5 separate regions of the Mus musculus genome follow, and regions 1, 3, 4 and 5 are each linked to region 2. A link is a contact called in public promoter capture Hi-C data. All regions are on one chromosome and are shown on one strand. Each heading gives the region's core, a stretch centred on a gene start, on an enhancer-like site or on the middle of the called end of the contact. The rest is flanking DNA. Distances are from core to core; before and after follow the strand shown.

Region 1 (2,700 bases), core at 14-2,513, 1.9 Mb after region 2:
AAACCAAAAAAAAAAAAAAAAAAAGAAAAGATCTAGGAAGCTTAATTTCAGCTAAAAAAACAATACAAATGCCCCATATTTTTCTCTAAGGGAACAACTCTTTCTCCCTCTGCTCTTTCCATCTCTCCCATCCCCTTCACGACCCCTACCTCCCTACCCTCCTCTCCTCCATCTGTTCACTGTCTATTCTTTTTTATTTTGTTATGTGCATTGGTGTTTTGCCCGAATGTATGTGTCTGTGAGGATGTTGGATCCCCTGGACCTGCAGTTACAGACATAGGTAAACAGCCATGTAGGTGCTAGGAACTGAACCAGGGTACTCTGGACTAGCAGTCAGTGCTCTTAATCGGCAAGCCACCTCTCCTGCCCTCCATTGTCAGTCCTTAAACTGTTTTTTTTTTTTTTTTTTTTTTTTTTTTTGAGACAGGGTCTCTTTACGTAGTGCCTGTAGCAAGGCTGGAACTCACCGTGTAGACCATTGTAGAACAGTGAGCCTCAGAAGTGCAGGAATTAAAGGTCTGGGTCACCACGGCCCGCTTTTCTTTTTTCTTTTTCTTTTTTCTTTTCTTTTTTTTTTTTTTTTTTTTTTTAGTTTTTCGAGACAGGGTTTCTTTCTCTGTGTAGCTCTGGCTGTCCTGGAACTCACTCTGTAGACCAGGCTGGCCTCGAACTCAGAAATCCACCTGTCTCTGCCTCTGCCTCCCGAGTGCTGGGATTAAAGGCGTGTGCCATCACGCCCGCACAGCCCCCCCCCGCCCCTCCCCCCTCCTTCTCTCTCTCTTTTTCTCTCTCTCTCTCTCTCTCTCTCTGTCTCTCTCTCTGTCTCTCTCTCTCTCTCCCTCCCTCCCCCCCTCCCTCTCTCTCTCTCTATCTCTTTAATTTCTTAAATCAGTTCTGGCCTGGTAAATATCTTTATCTGTATCGGGGTGACTCCTTGTTTCCTCAAGAACACTGGGGAAGATCCTGACTTGGCCCTGAGGAAACAAATATGGAAACTAAGGCTCCAAGGTGCAGTGATCACTCATTCAGAAGACAGACATTTATCTCTGCCCTCACTGGCTCCCAGATTATCAGCAGGGTAACCCTAGATAACAGCCAGGGAGTGGCAAGTCCCTGAGCCACTGTCATTGGGGTCAACCCAAATGCGGAAACGATGACTGACAAGTTGGAACACTTTCTCTCTGACCCTATTGGACAAATCTAATTTGGTCACGCCCCACCAGTCTGGGAGTCAGTGGGCGTGGCTTGGGATTCCCTTAGGGTAAAGTGCTGCACGTCCTTGGGCGAAGAGGGGAGGTGACTCGGAGCTGCTGAGGACGCAAAATGAGGGCCCTACGGGTGAGGCCCCAGCACGGGCTGTGTCGGGGTGGAGGGGAACCCCACAACCCAGATGCCTAACCTAAACATGCCAGGATCCGGAGTCTTAGAACAGGTGCACCCTTCAGACTGGGACTTCCTCCCTGGCAGCCTGAGCTTCCAGACAGCACTATCCTTAACATGGTCCAGAACCCTGGGTTTAAGCCTCCGTTTACCCGAGTCCCCCTTAACATCCCAGGGGGCCCTAAAACCAACTCTCATGGAACTTCCAAGCCAGTCTTGCCATCCCTGGAACCTGATTTTCTGGTATTAATCTAGCCCTCTCCTTCAAACCCCATAGCGCCCATTTCACATTCTCAGCACTGGAGTCTCTCACAGCCTGCAGAGAGTTCCAAGCTGTAGCTTCTAGACACCGATTCCCCATCCCCACTCCTTTGTTTGTTTGTTTGTTTGTTTGTATGTTTGTTTTGACACAGGGTCTCCCATAGCCCAGGCTGGTCTCTAACTTGCTATGCAGCTGAATGTCCTTGACCTCCGACCTCCACCTCCCAATTGTAACAACTTATGTGACACCTCCTCTCATTTTCTAAATGCTTACTAAGTAGCCCAGGCTGGCCCCAACTCCTGCTTTCCTCTTGAATGCTGGGATAATAGGCTTCCACCAATGTCTTGACAGATGTCCCCACCCCCAACCCCCACCCCACCCCCGCTCTCACTAGTAACTATCTTGCCTTAAGATATCTTACCTAGTTCTTCATCAGAAATGTAGTCCCCACATCGCAAAGCGCTCCCTTCCTGCGGGATCCACATGAGGGCAGATCTCCAGGTGCTCCCTACAGACCCATCTCCTATCCCTCCAGGTCTCCCAGGCTCTGGTCCGGTCTTTTAGCTCATCTACCAGAAGCCACTTAGAAAACCGTGTGGCAGAGAAGCAGAAGCTCTTCCAGGTAGGCGGGACAGAGTCTCTGGACCTAATGAGGGGTGGGGGTCGCTGGGCAGGTGGAGGTCTGTGCAGGAGCCAGCAACCCTGTTCTCACCCCTCCAACTCAGGCCGACAATGACCTCCCAGTACACTTGAAAGGCGGGGGAATGGACAACGTCCTGTACAGACTGACCATGACGCTGACTCTGGGGGGTAAGTGCAGGACCACTGGCTTGCTCTGGTCATAAGAATAGCCAGGGTCCTCGGGCAGTGGTGGCGCATGCCTTTAATCCCAGCACTTGGGAGGCAGAGGCAGGCGGATTTCTGAGTCTGAGGCTAGCCTGGTCTGCAGAGTGAGTTCCAAGATAGCCAGGGCTACATAGAGAAACCCTTTCTCGAAAACAAAACAAAACAAACAAATAATAATAATAATAGCCAGGGTCTGGGTCGGTTGGTGCTTC
Region 2 (2,700 bases), core at 96-2,595:
CAGAGTTGATTACGTGGCGGAGATACAGCTGCATTTCAGACTCTTAGCACACTTTTCACATTAGCCCAGGCTGGCCTAGAACTTGCCAAGTAGCCCAGGACGAACATAATCTCATCTTCCTGCCTCTACCTCCCAAAGACTGGGATTGCAGCTGTGCTCCACCACGGGTAGCCCTCTTGTTTTCTGAGATTATCGACAGGCAGTGGCCACCCTAGGAGATTCAACAGTGTATTACACTCAAGTAAGGGAAGTGCTGCCACTGCGTGGGGGAAAGAGGCATGGAAGTGCCGAGAGAAACGGCTACACCAACCGTAACGAGCAAAAATGAAGAAAATATGCCAGCAAGATGGATCACTAGGTAGAGGCATTCACTTGCCAAACCTGACAACCTGAGTTTGGGTCCACATGGTAGGATGGAACTGACTCCTAAAAGTTATCTTCTGATCTCCATACACCTGCCGTGGCTCGAACTCGTGTGCGCACTCAAAGCTAAATGTGACACAGAAGCCAGAGTAGAGCACAACTGACTAGCACCTTGAGTTCAATAAGGTTGGAAGGAGAGAAGGCCACGACGTTGACCTTGACCTCCACAGCTGCACGGTTCCGACTTACACAGACACACTAAAAAACAGTCCGGAGATTAAAAGCACTTTTTCTTTCAGACAACCCAGGTTCAGTTCCCAAAACCTGTGTGGTAGCTCAAAACTACCTTGCTTCCTCCCTCCCCACCTTTCCTTCCCCCTCCCCTCTCTCTCTTCTCTGTCTCTCAGATAGGGGTCAAACCCAAGACCTTACACCCTAGGCAAGTTCTCAGCCACTGAGCTATCTCTAGCCCAGTTCACAAACACCCTGGAACTCTAGTTACCGATACCGTCTTCAGATTTTCTTAGGATCCAGACACACATATGGCTTACATATACAGATATGTAACAAAACATCCATATATGTGTTTGTTTGTTTGTTGAGACGGGGTTTCTCTGTCCTGGATCTGGCTCCAGAGATCCACCTGCTTCTGCCTCCGGAGTGCTGGTATTAAAGGCGTGCGCCGCCACCACCGCTAATTCCAGTTTTCTGGAGGCAGAAGCAGGCAGATCTGAGTGTATATATGAGTTCCAGGCCAGCCAAATGTACATGGACGCTGCCTCAAACAAGGCAATAAAATAATAATAATAATAATAATAATAATAATAATAATAATAATAATAATAATAATAAATTAAAGTATGTGATGCCGCCCCTGCTGGTTCAGAACTTGAGGCGGCCGTGGCGGTAATGGCACATGGCACCCCTAGAGGGCGATAGAGGTCCGGGCACCCGTCCTTGCGCAAGCACTTTTGTTTTCCAGGGCGCCGAGGCCCGCGCATGCGCACATCTTCACGCTGCCGCCGGAGCCGGTGCTTCTGAGGATTCAACGGTGGCAATGTCCGAGCTTCCCGGAGAGAGCAGGATCCCGGACCTGAGCCCCATGAACGGCGTCGGCGACGTCCTGCAGGTGGGACTGGGCGGAGGCAGTCCGGTCCCCGAAGCCCAGGAAGACCCGCTGGCCACAGCCTCCCAGCCCATGGCGCCGGCCCCGGGCCTGGCTCCCGGGCAGTTCCCCGGCGTGGCGGGCCTGATGGCGATCCCGCACGTCCACGCGCCGCTCCTCCTCCTAGAGCTGTACGAGCAGCGGATGTTCCAACACTATCTGCACACCAACCCCCTGATCCCCACCAGGCTGCTCCACGAAATCGAGGAGCGCCGCCGGCTGTTCGTGGAGGGCTGCAGGGCCAGGGAGGCGGCCTTCGACGCCAACCCCCCGCAGATGGACTCGCACGCCCGCGCCTTCATGCTGGCGCTCACGGCCTCCGACGCCCGCGGCCCCAACGCCGACTGAGGGGTGGCCTTCACCTATAACCTCCGAGGAAGGAGGCCGGAGGACCGGACTTCAAGGTCATCCTCCGCCATGTAGCGAGTTGGAGGCCAGCCTGGGCTACAGGAGACTGTCTTTTAAAAATAAAAAATAAAAATAAAAGATTGGTGGCCAGGAAGTCAGGTGACTCCTAGAATCAAGGGCAAAGGCAGATGTCTGGGCAAATGTCATGAGGTGGGGAATCCATGCCAGAATCCAGCCGTGGGCAGGGTGGAATGAAGCAGGCCGGGAGAGAGAAGGGCACTTGAGGCTTGAGGCTGACAAGCAAAGAGGACTCTTCTGACTTCCACCTTGTGACTGTCAGCAATCTTTCCCTCCCCTGCATTTGTTGAAAATCATGGTTGCTTCACTGCGAAGGACGATGGTTTTGCAAAGATGAAGTCTAAGAAATATCAATGAAAAAGACCATAGAAATCAGCGGAGATGCGGGAAGAAACCAGGGGATGTGCTTGCTAGATTCTGTTCCTCCCGGGTTTTACTGAGTAAGAAGAAAGCTGTAAACCACTTGGACATTTCAGAATTGAGGGTCGTCCCATCGTCAGCTGACAAGATCCATGTATCGTTACTTCTTGTGTTTGATGTTCTGTAGACGAGTTGTAAATATTCAGATAGGGAAAACCATGTATGTGTTGTGAGATGAATATTTTTCCAGACCTTGTGTAGTTGTAACCATGCGGAAATAGATGAGTGATTATTTAAATAATACAGACACAAGACTCAAATTCTGCAAAAGATACTATGGGAAGTTAAACTTATCTGCCAAATTGAAAATAGGTATCCATACAGAT
Region 3 (2,700 bases), core at 43-2,542, 1.0 Mb before region 2:
ACCTACCACCGCTACTGGGCCAGTCGCCAGACACTGCCGCTGCCAGCAGCCTCCTGACTAGGGACCTCCCTGCCGACCCCACCATGACAGATTCCATCCAGGGATACCAGCTCCACAGCAGGCAGTCCCCTCCTCCTCTTTCTTGGTCTCCAGAACCTAGTTTCTTGCCTTGGATCTTTGGGCCCCTGGAGTTAGCTCCCTGATCCTAAGTGAGCAACCTTGAATTCTGAGGCTAGGAGCCAGCAGAATCCTGCCACCATCTAAGTGAGCCTTGGGTCCACTCTCATGTGAAGGAGACGCCCCTCGGCCCCAGGTCTTCCAGGATCTGCAGGGGAGATGGTGGCTGTTGGGGGCGGTCCTCACCTTTGCCTCCCTTGCTCCTCTACCAGCTGCCTTCTTCCCGGGTTCCAGCCTGTGTATTGGAGGGTGGGGGTGGGTGCTGATCCTTTCCTCCGAATAAAGGCACCCTTTCCCTGCCCCCAGTTCTTTTCTCTCTGTGCTAAGGGGGAGGAGCTCACAGGCAGCTCCAGGTGCAGATGGCCAGACCCCCCACCCCACCCCCTTGTCTAGGGCCATCTGTTGCAGGGAACCTCCTCCGCCCCCCCCCCCACGTGCTGACCACCTGCTCCAAGGGCTGTGGCAGCTGAGAAGTACCCTTCTATCACATACTCGCCCCCCCCCCCACCCCCCAGCTTCAGGCTCCCTCCTGTTCCTGACAACCTCGCCTTTGCTAATGGGCCCTAATGCCCCTAACAGCTGCTCTGCCAAACCTACAGGACAGGGGTAGGGGTGCAGCTGAGTCCAGAACTAGGACCTGGTCTAACCCAATGCCCACTTCTCGCAAGCCAGAGTGATCTCCCTCCAGGACTCCAGGGTCTGTTTCTTTTCCTTCCCCTCCTCTCCCCTCCCCTCGCCTGCAAAAAGTGCCTCGTCACCGCTTCTGCCCGCCCCCGCCGGGCTGGGAGAACCGTGGGGTTAAGCAAGATTTGAGGACGAGGCGCCTCCCAAAGCAATTCTTCAGAAGCAGAACCATAGGGGATCTGAGGTCAGGGGTTATGGAAGCAAATAGAACCTGCGCCTCAACCTGAGAGGCACTCCTCTAGGGATGCGTGCAGGTTCCCGCAAGGCCAGACCAAGGGGCGGGGCGGGCCGGCCTTTGCTTGGGAGGAGACCCGGTAGTGTTTATGTGGGGGCGTGGTCTGCGGGAGGGCGGGGTTATCTTTTGCATATACAGCAGGCGGCGGGCCAATGGGCGGGGTCGGGGCGGGGCGCCGAGGGAGGGATGCTCCCCCGCCCCCGGAACGGAATCCTCCCGGGAGCCGAGCTGGCTCGCGCGCTTGCATCCCGCACCAGCCGCCGGCCCCGGGCCGGGCCCGCGTCAGACCGAGCCGCCGCCACCACAGCAGCAGCAGCACTCGGGAAGCCGGGCCCAACCGGGGCCGCGGGAGGCGGGGGCGCCCGGGCCCTGGATGTCCCGCAGCGCGGCGGCCAGCGTGAGAAGGGCGGGCTCGGGGGGCTCGGGCCGGGGGCGGCGCCGCTGCTGATGTGGCGAAGGGTGGGAGGCGGCAGCAGCGCCCGGATGGAGAGAAGATGCCAAGGCTGGAAAGGGTGGTCCTGGGTGGGGGTCCGGGAACAGGTTCCTGGCAATCCCAAACCTGCCAGACTGGGGTCTGGTCCAGCACAGGCCATCTCTGCGAAGGCCCTGAAAATAGGGATCCTGGAATACAGATTCCCCCCAAATCATGGACAGGGCTACATAAATTCTAGGTAAAACTCCCTGGGCAAGGTTTGGCGTTCAGGGTCCGGATACGGTCCCCTTTATCAAGCTGAGGCCTTAACTGAGCCGATTCCAGACAAAATCAGTACTCTTCCCTGCTAGAGGGTTTCTTTGAGCACAACAGCCCCCTGGGCGATGTCTTGAAGATGAAGTCCCTGGATAGAGCTGCCAAGGCTAAGGCTCTGGGGGATGGGGGGGCGGTTTCCAAGTACTGTCTACTCCCTGGGGTCCTGGATCCAGCCTGTCCCCCCAAGCCCTTGGGCGGTGTCCCAGGCAAATCCCCTTCTCAGAACAAGGTCTCTGTGTCTGAAACTCCACCCCAGCGTGAATAAAATAAGGAGAATTTCAGGCATTCCCCTACCCCACCTCCACCCCATGCTTAGTCAGGGGTCTCAAGACATTGGTCTCCTAGGCCACCCCTTTTGTCCCTAGGGCTGCTCAGCGTCTAAGAGAGGCCCCACCCGGAGACAATGCTCAGCTTTCCCTTGCCCCCCAGGCTCCAGGATTCAGCCTGGGCTGGGGGCGGCTCCCCAGAGACGGGTGGAAACCTGTCTGTAGCCTCTGTGGTGACCAGCGGCTTTGTGTGGTTGTGTGTGTGTGTGTGTGTGTGTGTGTGTGTGTAAGGGTTGGGGATGTGGCTAGAAGTGTGATCTGGTGTTTGTGTGACTGTAGCTGTGTGTGTGCTTGCATTACAGCTGGCAAGGATGAGGTATCCTGCGTTGTCTGCCTGCATGCTTGTGGTTGGATGTGGTGATGTCTGGTGTGTGTGTGTGTGTGTGTGTGTGTGTGACCGTGGATGTGATGGCAGCCGTTCACTGTTCAGACTCCTGTACTTTTTAGACTGTGTTTAAATAGATATGCATATGTCTTTTTGTGAGACCCTGTGTGTATGTACCTTGGTATGTGTCAACATCTGTGTTGGG
Region 4 (2,700 bases), core at 72-2,571, 1.7 Mb after region 2:
CTTAATAATAGGTATAGCTATTCTTTTCTCCAATGGAGACAATATAGGGATCTATTTTCAAATGACAAGTCGTCATTAAGCAAGTACTTCCAGAGGCATTCAGATGTTGGGGTCATGGGGTGTGCAAATAATGAGGAAAGGACCAAGAAAGTCGGAAATAAACCACAAGTAAACTTTATACCCTCCCCCCGTCCCGTTCCCTCCCCCCCCCCCCCCCCCCCGGGAAAACACTTCTAACTGGTTAGGGTCACAAGTCAGCTTCGACCTTTGACAAAGGGAGAGAGCAGTCTCCTTTCTCCTTTTGAAGCATAAAGGCAGGAGCAGAGGTTCAGGGAACAATAAAGAAGGAATTTGTAAATTGAGGGTTAGTTCTGGAGCCCAGGGTGTGGCAGGTAGGAGGATGTTCATTCAGGCTCAAGGCTATTCTAAGACAGAGGTCTTATCTCAGCCTTTAGGGAGCTCGCCCAGGCCTGGTGGTTTTACTGCAGCTTGAAAGAAAGTAAGGCTTGCGGGCATGCAGTAAGATGGGGGCGGCCGTCCAATACCTGGGATCACTCTGGGCTCGGCACAAAGGAAAGCCCGGCTCTTTGTGGTTTGTAGTGCATTCTTTGCCTCTTTTGGGTAACTGACCTGGCAATGGGTAAAACTGGGAGTAGACATAAAAAAATTGTGACCCTCCAGGTCTTTCTTGGCCAGGCCAGAGATCATTACCAGCCTTGTCCCCATTATCCATCCTGCGTAGAGAATGGAGATTAGGAGAGAACTGGCACCCTGACCAATTTGCGAATCTAAACCTCACCTCAGAGATTGTTCCCAGGAGCAGAGTTCTGAAGTCACAACCACTCGGGTGACAGGAGCCCCATGGTTACATGCAAGATGCCACATAGAGGTAGGCACAGTCTTACACTTAAGCCACAACTCCACAACGACCAGACATTTCATGTCCTCATAGAAAAGCTATCAGAATGTATTACAAACAACCACAAAAACTATTCCAGGGCACTGCGTCCGCCCAGTCGCAAGGCTCCTGCCGAGAGGCTGGACAGGCCACTAGCCTTTCTGGGAAATGTAGTCCACAAAGGGACAGCCACCTAGCGCCCCCAGCGCCTCCTCTGGTTGTTCCGGAAAAGACCGTCCCCGCAGCTGCTCACGTCCAGCGCTGCTTCGCCGGCGGCGTCACCGTCTCGCCGCGCTAATGGGCTCAGCCACCTCGGCGCCTTCGGCCATGACTCCTGTCCCTAGCACAGGAAACGCCAGCCGAGCTCTGACCGGAAGTTGGGTCGGGCCGCGGGTCCTTCTGGGAGCACCTGTGCTCTGGGACATAACGGGCGCGCGCTGCCGCCCGAGTGGAGGGGCTGGCCGTGCGTGGCCCGCATGCCGCGTCTCTGAGGTTGCGTCTCGGGAGGTTTTGGCTGGTGGCGCTGCGGGGACCTCTCCACGGGAGAGGCACGGGTGGTCCGGTTTGCGCCGGCCGTGGGCTTCGGGCTGGGCGCGGGCTCTCGGGGGGCTCGGAGTATCCCGGGTCACAGCTTTGCGGAGAGCTCCGGGCCAGAAGGCGGGACTCAAGCCTGTTCGGAGCTGCAACCAAAAACCTGGTAAGAGTTTGTGCTACTCTGGAGATTTGGAGGGGGTGTGGTTGTGCGAGAGCGAGTGTCCTGTCGTGGCCATGTTTGGTGGTAAGGGGTTGAGTAAGGGTGTGGTGAGTGTGGGGATGGCGTGGCGTGTGCAATTGTACCGCGGAGTTCTTAGGTGTGTAGCATTTGGCGTAACTCGTAACTACGGGGAAAAAAAATCTGTACTTTCTAATGATTTCCCCCTCCTCATTGCCGCCCTTTCAACACTTTCTTCTCTAACTTTTTTCAGTTTTTCTTTCTATTATTACCTAATGGCTTGCTTGGCTTATTTAATTTTTAAAAAAATCTTTTCTTTTCTCTCCTTTCCTTTTCCTTTTTCTTTTTTTCTTTTTCTTTTCTTTTCTTTTCTTTTCTTTTCTTTTCTCTTCTTTCTTTCTTTTACCTTTGTAGTGTTGAATTTAAATCTAACGCTTCAATCACACCAGGCAAAAACTGTACCAATGAGCTACATTCCCAGCCCTGAAGTTAGTTTAATAATGGCTGAAAAAAATTCCTAAGCTCAATAGCAAACCAACTGGGATTCCTTCAGTTCACGTTGTTAGCAGATTCATTGCATTTAGCTGATCCAGGCTGTATTTGGTTGAAATTCAGATCTGCTCTCTGTTTGTTGTTTTCTGGTGCTCAAGTTAAAAAGAACTGATTCCAAACATATTTTCTTTTCACGGTGGATTATGGGAGCACAGGGGAGATCATGCAAAGACTCTAAAAAACCTCTGCTTCAAATGTGTCCATATTTAGCCAAAGAAAAGTTGTGTGGGTAAGCTTGTAGTCTATTAAAATAACTATTTGCCACATTAAGAAATCTCTAGAAATACTTTTATACTGGGTGTTACCGTTTAGTGCAAGTGCTCTTTGATGATAGTGTGCTCTTGTTTGCACTCTCTTGTGTGCACTCTCTAGCTCTGCTCTCTAGCTTGCTCACTAGCTCTCTCTCTCTCAAATTACATTTGTCACAAATTTTATATTCCAAACCCTTTGTCTTTATGTTTCAGGTTTCTCATGAGCAACATATCAGCTGAGTGTTTTTTAAACTCATTTGTCTGGCCTGACTGTTAATAGGTGAGTT
Region 5 (2,700 bases), core at 61-2,560, 1.1 Mb before region 2:
TGTCCATGGCAGCAGTGTCTTCATCCCCCGGGCATGGAGGGCACGGCCCGGGCCCATGGTGCCACCCTCCTCCGCCTCCTCCTCCTCCACTTGATGCAGCCCGGGGCCGCTGGGCCTCGTGTGGGGCAGGGTGAGGCAGGGCAGGCAGCAGGGGCTCCTCTAGTGCTCTGGGGGTGCTCGCTGGTCCCCAAGTCCACAGTTGTCTCTAGGAGCTTGAGAAGGGACTGATGGGGGTGGCTGGAAAAGAGAAAAGGAAGAACTTAAAAGAAGTCAAGAGACGAGCAGGTGGGAAGGGGTGGGGATGGTACCAGCAGGAAGTAGATGACAGACTGGGCCACAACAAACACACACGCACACAGGGAGACAACATGGGGCATATAACTTGGGAATTTGAGAGGGAATGTCTGGCATAAAGAGTAATAGAGAGAAAGTGCAGAGAACGTTGCATGACGGCCCAGAGAGGAAGGTGATAGGGAGACAGATATCTGTGGACGAAAAGCGACGATGCAAGTGGAAAATACAAGGTACCTGCCTGAGGTTTCTATAGAGACTCAGAGAGATGAGGAGGGAGGAGACACAGAAAACGGGAGTGTGGAATCTAGGGTAAAGTCAGGGTTGTGGGGAACCAACGGGCAATGCCACCGCGCAACATTCGCGGGAACCTAATCGCCTGGGTGGAAGATTACGAGCCAGGGCAGGCGGGGAAAACCGGGAGTCCAGGGACAAAGAGAACAGGGAGAAAAACAAGACGGCAGGGGAGCGGGAGGGCCGGTGGGGTCGACCTGTGCCCTACGGGAGGAAGCCTACTGGGGCCCGACACACACCCAGCCGGAAGGGAGGTCCTGCCAGACGGACGGACTGACGGAAGGGAGCCCGAGAGCAGAGTCCGACCCGACTGCCTTCCTCCCAACCCCCTCCGCCAGGACCCAGGGGCCGCGGGACGCCCCGGGTGACTGAGGCGGGGCCGCCTCGGCCCGGCCCCTCCCCTTGGTGGTTATTGCGCGCTCCCGTGGCCCCCAATGGTCCGCCCCACCGCGCCGGGCGCGCGCTTCCTTCCCCACCCCCAACGCCCTAGCGTGGGGTCGCTGCCGCCCGCGCGCGCTCCCGCCTCCAGCCCCGTCGCCCGCGCCCGGCCACCGGGCCTCAGACTCCTTCTCCTCCCCGGGTCTTTCCCTTCGCGCGACCTCCTCACCGAGCTTTTTCCTCCGGCCTCGGCGCCGCCGTTTGTGCCAGCCGCCCTGCGCTTCGCAGCGCGCCATACCCCGCCCCCCACCGCCCGCGACGCCCCGCCCCCGCCTCGCCCGCTGGGCACGTGACAGCGGCCCGGCCGAGGAGACTGCGCGTGCGCGAACCGCACGTTGACAGGAGGCTTAGAACGCACTGCCCAAGAAGTGAGCTGGTCCGGGACGCGAGGCTTATTTGCATTATGTGCTCCTCCCCTTCCACGCGAAAGCAGACACGCAGGTTCAGTAAAAGGCGTTCTGTGAGTTCTCAAGACGGCCCCTTGGAGAGGGGTACAAAAGAGCAGTTTCACACAGAAAGGCCCACCCCTCGGAGCCAAAAGTGTCAGTGAACTTGTCAGCTGGGTTCTTGGCATTTGCTATGCAAATGTCTCATTTACATGGGCCGCTCCTGCACACAGCCCAAGAGTATATTGAGAAATGACTGCGCAGTTAGTTGGAAAGTGTATGTAAATTCCTACGTCAGTAATTTACATAAGCACTTAAAAAAAAATAACGGTGAGTACGGGACGTCCTTAGAGAAGCGAAACCGGGTAGAACAAATGAGCAAATGTGTACTATTTGCATGACCCGCTCCTCGCTGCTCCCTCAGGGCAACTGTGGGAGTCAGATTAAAGCAACCTGGGACAGACTCACAAAGAAGACATTTGCAAAACCCAGCTCCTCTGTAGCCCAAGCGGATTTTTTGTTTCTGTAGTGCTGGAGACTGAATCCAGAGCTTCACATGTGCGATGCAAGCGCTCTACCACTAAGCTACTCTTAATATTTATACCACCATTCCGGGGAGGGCTGTGTGGATAGGGTTATTTGAATGCCCGACCCTTTCCACCAACTCCAGGGCCTAACAAATGGGCAATAAGTGGGCTTGGATACTTGCTGACATTTTGTGAGAGCAGCTGAAGCTGTCCTGAGGGGGGCTGCACCTGTCTCCAGAAGGCTATGGCTATAAAGACATCAGGGTACATTAAGTATGACCAGGAGTCCGGGTTGCACAAGAACCACAGTGGCACATGGCGAAGAATGTTCGTGTTCGCAGGCACACAGACACACACAAAGAAACAAATCTCCATCAGTGCACACACAAACCTCAGGAGCACGTGTTTTTAGGAACACAGTGAGCCACCGTCCTAGTTTGCAGACATGAGGTGGTGTACACTAAGTCAAACCAGGCACAGACTCAAGACCCCCCCTTAGATTCCCAAGTCCTCGGTCTTGATGTTGCACACAACAGCAGCCTCACCAACACAGTCACCAGGCCAGAGACTACTCACATGCCACAGTGTCATACTGCCCCATACATGTCACACACAGGGATGTCATCGCTGCACACACCACCTTTGATGGATCGTGTACTGCCACTACCATGAAGCATGTACACAACCTGGGATGGGTACATTGTAATCCCAGCTCATGGGAGGCTGAGGCAGGGAGACCTCAAATTCCAGGTTAGTCTAGGCTA

Evidence for each region. Promoter capture Hi-C pulls out the DNA fragments that hold promoters and counts their contacts. Capture Hi-C pulls out chosen DNA fragments and counts their contacts.
Region 1: a contact with region 2 is called in a promoter capture Hi-C map of liver, with 5 times the contacts expected there. The contact joins the promoter of Cox7a1 here to the promoter of Eid2b in region 2. A contact is called at or near these places in 2 of 39 promoter capture datasets (liver and neutrophils) and 1 of 9 other capture datasets (liver).
Region 3: a promoter capture Hi-C map of liver shows a contact between it and region 2, with 3 times the contacts expected there. The contact joins the promoter of Numbl here to the promoter of Eid2b in region 2. A contact is called at or near these places in 2 of 39 promoter capture datasets (both in liver).
Region 4: a contact with region 2 is called in a promoter capture Hi-C map of adipose tissue, with 2.8 times the contacts expected there. The contact joins the promoter of Zfp568 here to the promoter of Eid2b in region 2. A contact is called at or near these places in 2 of 39 promoter capture datasets (maxillary cranial neural crest and pre-B cells), 1 of 115 datasets of contacts at active chromatin or transcription factors (astrocytes) and 1 of 9 other capture datasets (adipose tissue).
Region 5: a promoter capture Hi-C map of cranial neural crest shows a contact between it and region 2. The contact joins the promoter of Egln2 here to the promoter of Eid2b in region 2. A contact is called at or near these places in 2 of 39 promoter capture datasets (cranial neural crest and pre-B cells).

The regions. Positions count from the first base shown.
Region 1 is chr7:30,182,908-30,185,607 of GRCm38.p6, forward strand. It overlaps Cox7a1 (cytochrome c oxidase subunit 7A1), which reads left to right and starts at 1,264. Exons shown (of 4, transcript NM_009944.3): 1 at 1,264-1,338; 2 at 2,178-2,264; 3 at 2,368-2,452. The coding sequence starts at 1,324.
Region 2 is chr7:28,276,361-28,279,060 of GRCm38.p6, forward strand. It overlaps Eid2b (EP300 interacting inhibitor of differentiation 2B), which reads left to right and starts at 1,346. Exons shown (of 1, transcript NM_001177427.1): 1 at 1,346-2,700. The coding sequence starts at 1,421. The coding sequence ends at 1,876.
Region 3 is chr7:27,257,469-27,260,168 of GRCm38.p6, forward strand. It overlaps Numbl (numb-like), which reads left to right and starts at 1,293. Exons shown (of 10, transcript NM_010950.2): 1 at 1,293-1,493. The coding sequence starts at 1,470. It overlaps Coq8b (coenzyme Q8B), which reads left to right. Exons shown (of 15, transcript NM_133770.2): 15 at 1-481. The coding sequence ends at 57.
Region 4 is chr7:29,982,634-29,985,333 of GRCm38.p6, forward strand. It overlaps Zfp568 (zinc finger protein 568), which reads left to right and starts at 1,322. Exons shown (of 10, transcript NM_001167872.1): 1 at 1,322-1,595; 2 at 2,627-2,693. Gm31735 (a long non-coding RNA gene) reads right to left here and starts at 888. Exons shown (of 2, transcript XR_001778074.2): 1 at 800-888.
Region 5 is chr7:27,165,492-27,168,191 of GRCm38.p6, forward strand. It overlaps Egln2 (egl-9 family hypoxia-inducible factor 2), which reads right to left and starts at 1,311. Exons shown (of 6, transcript NM_053208.4): 1 at 1,193-1,311; 2 at 1-237. The coding sequence starts at 7.